Linked DNA regions of Sus scrofa: region 2 is linked to region 1. Evidence: chromatin contacts called from public Hi-C data. All regions are on one chromosome and are shown on one strand. The core of a region is the stretch at or near the end of the contact, and the rest is flanking DNA. Distances in the headings are between cores, read along the strand shown. Region 1 holds the start of SPDL1 (protein Spindly). Region 2 holds the start of PANK3 (pantothenate kinase 3).

The links. A called contact is a pair of places that touch in the nucleus more often than the background predicts.
Region 2: a contact with region 1 is called in a Hi-C map of embryonic fibroblasts, with 1.8 times the contacts expected there. The contact joins the promoter of PANK3 here to the promoter of SPDL1 in region 1. A contact is called at or near these places in 1 of 5 promoter capture datasets (fetal skeletal muscle) and 2 of 47 Hi-C or Micro-C datasets (embryonic fibroblasts and heart right ventricle).

The regions. Positions count from the first base shown.
Region 1 is chr16:54,302,051-54,305,083 of Sscrofa11.1, forward strand. It overlaps SPDL1 (protein Spindly), which reads right to left and starts at 1,415. Exons shown (of 12, transcript XM_003134063.5): 1 at 1,262-1,415. LOC110257251 (a long non-coding RNA gene) reads left to right here and starts at 1,463. Exons shown (of 3, transcript XR_002339615.1): 1 at 1,463-1,952; 2 at 2,736-2,782.
Region 2 is chr16:55,312,060-55,314,761 of Sscrofa11.1, forward strand. It overlaps PANK3 (pantothenate kinase 3), which reads left to right and starts at 1,274. Exons shown (of 7, transcript XM_003134072.4): 1 at 1,274-1,611. The coding sequence starts at 1,584.

The DNA.
Region 1 (3,033 bases), core at 165-2,664:
ATAACTGAAATATAAAGTTACAAGTGTGATAAGTGCAAGAGGGAGAGATATATGGTGCTATCTGAGCCTGTAACACAAGGGAGCTGTCTTAATCTGGTAGTGGAGTGAGGGCAAGGTAGCGGGGGAGTATGAACAGGACAGACTTCCCTGAGGAAGTGACTTTTCAACAGTTATAATGGATGAGTAAGAGTTAACCTATCAGCCTGCAGAGAAAGGTAGCCAGGGTTGAATAAGAACTACAGCTAATGTGTGTCAGACATTGTGCTTGGTGCTCTGCATACATCATCTTATGCAATTCCCTCAACAACCCTATGAAATGAAAGGTTCCCCCCACCCTGTTATATATATGCAAACTAAGGCACATAAAGGTTAAGAAACTTGCATAGGGTTATCAGGTGGTAAGTGGCTAAGTGAGAGGGGAACCAGAATTTAGTTCCAAAGCCTGGTGCTTGGAACTGCTTTTCTGTTCTGCCTCTCAGAAACATAGCATGTACAAAGCACTTAAGAGACAGGGAGCTTAGGGATTCCAGCTGCCTGAGTTCTTACTCCACCTGCACTACCCACTGGCTGCATCAACTTTAATAACTTATGTATGTTTTCTTCCATTACCCATAAAGCAATGACAATGACACCTATCTAGATATAGGGTTTTGGAGAAGATTAAACCAGCTAAAGGGTGAACAAGCAAGTAGGGCAGAATGGACAGCTCTATGAAGCAACGCTGTCGAAAAAGTATATTGCGAACAAAATAGGTGATTTTTAATTTTCAAGGGGCCACATTAAAAAAATAGCAAATTAACTGGTGAAATTCACTTTAATGTTATTTAATCCAATATATCTAAAATGCCATGTCAACATGTAGTTATTATAAAGACTATTAATGAGATTACTTTTTGGTGTAGTCTTCAAAATCCAGTATGTATTTTACATTTATAGCATTTCTGGATTCAGACTGCCACATGTGGCTAGTGGCTATCACACTGGACAGCGCAGACCTAGTGTTCGTTATTTTCCGGAGGCAGCGGGCTGGGCTTTCTGTATTTCTGCGCAATCTCCCGGGCGGGGGGTCGAGGCGGCCCACCGGAAGACTGAGACCGGCTGGAAATCTGATTTCTAGGAACTGAGTTCCGCTGAAAGAGCTGGTCCAGCTAAAAGGCTGGGCGGAGACCCAGGCCCCAGGTTTCCTAAGGCCCTGCTCTCCCCTCCTTACGCCGCTCCCCAGTTTCCCTCTTCACCCTCCCTCCAAGCCGCTTGCCCATACCTTTCTCCTCACCCCTTTCCTCTGCTGCTGCAACTCGCGGCACTCAGGTTCGGAAGTTTACTCCACCGCGAAGCAGACACACCAGCCCATTCACTGCAGGAGCTCTCGGTAAGCGCCAGGGCTTTTTGAATGCGGTTCCCGCGAGAACTCACACGTCTCGCGAGACTTTCCGCCCTAGTGCTGCGTGAAGGAAGAATCGGGAGGAAACGCCAAGAATGTGCCACGCCCCACCTACAGCGACTGCGCAGGCTCCAGCGAAGCGCTGTGGGCTTGGTGCGGGCGCAGACGTCCTACCCCGTCTGGTCAGCGCTAGTCAGGGTTGGTTTTCGGGTGGTTTTTTTTGTGTTTGTTATGTCTTGTCTTGCTTTGTTTGCCTCCTAAGGACAGTACCTTTTGGAGGGACAGTGTCAGTAGAAGGAGAGACGGTGGGAGAGTTCCATGGTGTGCTGGCCTGACAGCGCATCGGCCTCTGTGCCTTCTGAAAGCTCTGCGCTGTGGTACCTGTCTTCTGGTTCTACGAATTTCAATCAGTGTGACAGTGCCTAAAAGCATCACAGACAACCACAGTTTACATGTATAAGACAGTATGACAGTTATAATAGCCTTAAACACTTGAACCGTCACCATACACAAGTACAGTGCTAAATTTTTCACGGATTGTCTCACTTAAGCCAGCCAACAGCCTTATAAGGTAGGTATTATTATCTTTTCCTACAAAGGAACACAAAGCCCCATGAAGAAAAATGCCTTGGCCAAGTGGTAGAACTAGAATTTGAACTAGTGAAGTCTGATGCTGGAGTCCAAGCCTGTATGTTTGTTTAGATAATAATTTTATATTTTGTAAACGTGATGCCTATTCATTATTCAAAAATTTGAGGGAGTTCCTGTTGTGGTGTAGTGGAAATGAATCCAACTAGTATCCATGAGGATGCTGTTTGATTCCCGGACTCCCTCAGTGCGTTAAGGATCCGGCATTGCCCTGAGCTATGGTGTAGGTTGCAGGCTTGGCTTGGATCCCTCGCTGCTGTGACTGTGGTGTAGGCCGGCAGCTATAGCCCTAATTCGACCCCTAGCCTGGAAACTTCCATATGCCATGGTGTGAGGCCCTAAAAAAAAAAAAAAAAAATTTTGAGGCATCGGAAATAATAATAACCAACATTTAGTGAGCACTTCTGAGACCTAGCAACTATTCTATGGATCAGGTTGTGCTTTTGAGCCTATCTTTTCTTATCTACTTGAGGACTTAGACATAGGTCCTCATTTTCATTATCATTTTTTTGCTTCCCTTTGGATCTTCCCCATCAACAAATAACATGCTATAATGATCTCCATCTCAAAAAATAATCCTAACCTTCTTTGACCCCCATCACCTACCACCTCATTTGGTTCCCTTGATAACAAAAATCCTGAGAAAAAAAATTTAGAGTCATTATCTTCATTTTCTTACTCTTTATTCTAACTTTTCCCACCTCAGGTTTTGGTCCCACCGCTCCAGTGAAATGGCTGTTCTCAACGTCACCAGTGAGTTCTGTCTTGCAAAATTCATTATTCAGTCCTCATTTCTCTCAACAATGGACAGAATTGATAGCTCTCCTTGGGTCTTCTTAGGTCTTTGGGGTGCCACACCCTCCCTACCTTTCTCTTCACAATTTCCTTTGCAGACTTCTCTTTCTGACTGAGATCGGCCCTGCTACATAAAGGGTTGATCTGGGCTTGAAGACTGGCAACAATGGAATGTCTTTATGTTGCTCTCAGTGTAGCCACGCAGATGC
Region 2 (2,702 bases), core at 24-2,523, 1.0 Mb after region 1:
TCAACTTTGAGTTACATTTCAAAGGGTGGTTGTGAGTACTACATTTAAGTTAAAAATTTAAAAGTAAAGAAAGCACTCTGTAAAGTGCTAACTCTTAGTACAAAATCCCTAAATGATGGTTTGTGTCCCTTCCAGTCCTTACTCAAAACCCTTGTCATATCCTCCACAAAGAAGGGGCCATAAAGCTCAATCCTCCATTGCCGACTCTCAAACCACCTATTTCGAAGTCACTAAATTCCTGGTCAGCTAACTGGAGGAGGGGAAGCCAGAAGACTTCCGTTCCATTCCAGCTGTAAGACTCAGAATCTAGGAGACGGCGGGACAAGAGTAAGAACTAGAGCGCTTAATTTTCTTCTCTAGGAATCAATTTCCTCATTGGAAGGGGAAGCTGGGCTACAAAGCCCCTTGAAGGGAACCGTGGACCCGTGGCAAAGAACACGTGCCCCACGTGTGACTTAACTTCTCAGATCTTGTCCCATCTTCGAAATTAGCAATAGATAGTGCTCGCTTTGGCAGCACAAAACTGGAATGATATACATTAGCATGGACCCTGCGCAAGGATGACACGCAAATACGTGAAGAGTTCCATACCCCTCCCAAAAAAAACCAAAAAAAAAAAAAAAAAACAGCGATGGACAATAAATGCACGCACTTTACAAAGTTATTGAATTAACTTAAATAATTCCCCAAAAGTGTTTATCATCATTACCGTATACTATTATGATAATCATTATTCCAACACCAGCTTTGGAGGTGTCTCAATTAAGCCAGGGGATTCCTTCGAGGATGACTTTAATTTGCAAACGCACTCACTGGTTTGTCTAAAGAGCGGCTCTAGAGCCCCGTATTTAGAGCCCTCCTTGGCACAATAACCACGTTTTTTTGCCTCTAGAGGAAGTCTGCCACTTGCAAAACAGCCATTACAACACAAGCAAGACGTCCCCTTCTCCTTCTTTCTCGCCGACTGGGCGAGGCTTGAGCTCTAGACTTCCGCAGCCCGCCCACATCAGCCACTATTGGTCTCCTAGCCGCTGGCGTGATTAAGGCCCCGCCCCCTCCTCTCTGGGGCCACTCTGAGGCGATCCCCGGAAGCGGAGGGGACTGGGAGGAGGAGCCGCGATGCATCCTGGGTTTTGTAGTCCATCTGTACCGCTGCAGCCTGAGAGCGGGGTCTTGCGACCTGGGGAACTACAATCCCCAGCAGCCGGCGGAGAGCGGAGAGGGGGGTGGGGTGCTCTCGTCACGTGGACGCTGGGCCTGGGCGGGCTAGTTCTCAGTGCGGCGGCGGCGGTGGCTTGGGGGACCGGGGCCTTTTGTTTGAGCGGCGGCGGGGGGCCCGGAGCGGCGAGGCCGGCGGCCTTCCCCTGCTCCCTCGGTCCCGGCCGCCCCTCGCGGGGGTGGGGGGGCCGCCCCCTGGGCCGGGCCTCGCCTCAGGCGCCGCCGCCCCGCCCTTGGCCCGCCCCGCCCGGCCCGAGGGGAGGAACCGGCCGGGCCTCCCCGCGCGGCCCAGCCACCTCCAGTCTCCGCCACTACCCTCTGCGAGTCGGACCCGAAGGCTGCCTCTCCTCTCTTAGGCCGACGCCATGAAGATTAAGGATGCCAAGAAACCCTGTAAGATGAGGGCTTGGGCCTGTCGGGTTGGGAGGGCACGTTGGGCCCCGTCTGGAAGCCTCTTGGCGGAGGGGCCTGGTTCGAAGTCGGTCGCTCCCGGTCGGCGCCCTGCACGGGATGGGGGCGGAGGGACTTTTTGAGCACTCGGTTGGAGGCTCACTCCCCATCCTCGCACCGGAGCGCTTGCCGCCCCCAGGCCTTTCCTCCCACTTCCTCCTCGAGATCTGGGAGGGAAAGGGAGAATTTTTTGTGTCGGGTTTTGCCAAGCAAGACGAGATCTACCAGACAGCGTTCCCAGTTTTCTCCGAAGTTGAAAATGGTTGGTCACGGATGTCAAATTGCGCGGGGACATTTGCCACCACCTTTTTTTTTTTTTTTAAACTGATTTCCGAGCTTTCTGCTTGTGTCCTTGAAATCTCGGTGGGTTCCTAGGAGTTGTCATTGTTGTTATAACTGAGGCTTTTAAACACACGTGTGTGGAACATACAGTGGATAATTGCCCTGGTTTGTTTTTGTTCCGAGTAACTACTAGTTCAAGTTTGTCTTTTAAAAAACACAAGTAAAGGTTAAAGTCCCTCGTATTCCCGCCAGTCAGAGCTTGCCACTAGTAATATTTTGGTAGACTACTCAAATAGAGATTTTTTTCTAGGACTTGATAGCATGTACTTTCAAAAAAAAGTTCTTTCCATATTTTAGGACAGTGGATCAACTTTTATTTGCTTCCTTTTGTTTTTAGCCTTTTCAAAACCTTTTGCTCCGGTAAGTGGAGTATTTAATCACTCGGCCTTTGTGGCTGTCTTACTTGAAATACATTCTTCTAGAGGAGCTAGGAGTGCTTTTAGCTTAGCACTGTATTGGTGTTTTGCCATATTACGGTGTCGTGTGATCCTCCTTACAGTTTTAGGAAATTTGCTATAAACCAGCACCGATATCAGCTTCGTGCGGACAGGTTTCTCGAAAACCTCCACGGAGAGGCCACATCCCAGCACTCTGAAAACTGCTCTTATTTAAACGTGAGGTAATCTGGTCTTAACTCTGCTGAGGAAATTGAATTTATTGCGCCCCATAGTACCTTCTTCCAAGGCTGCACC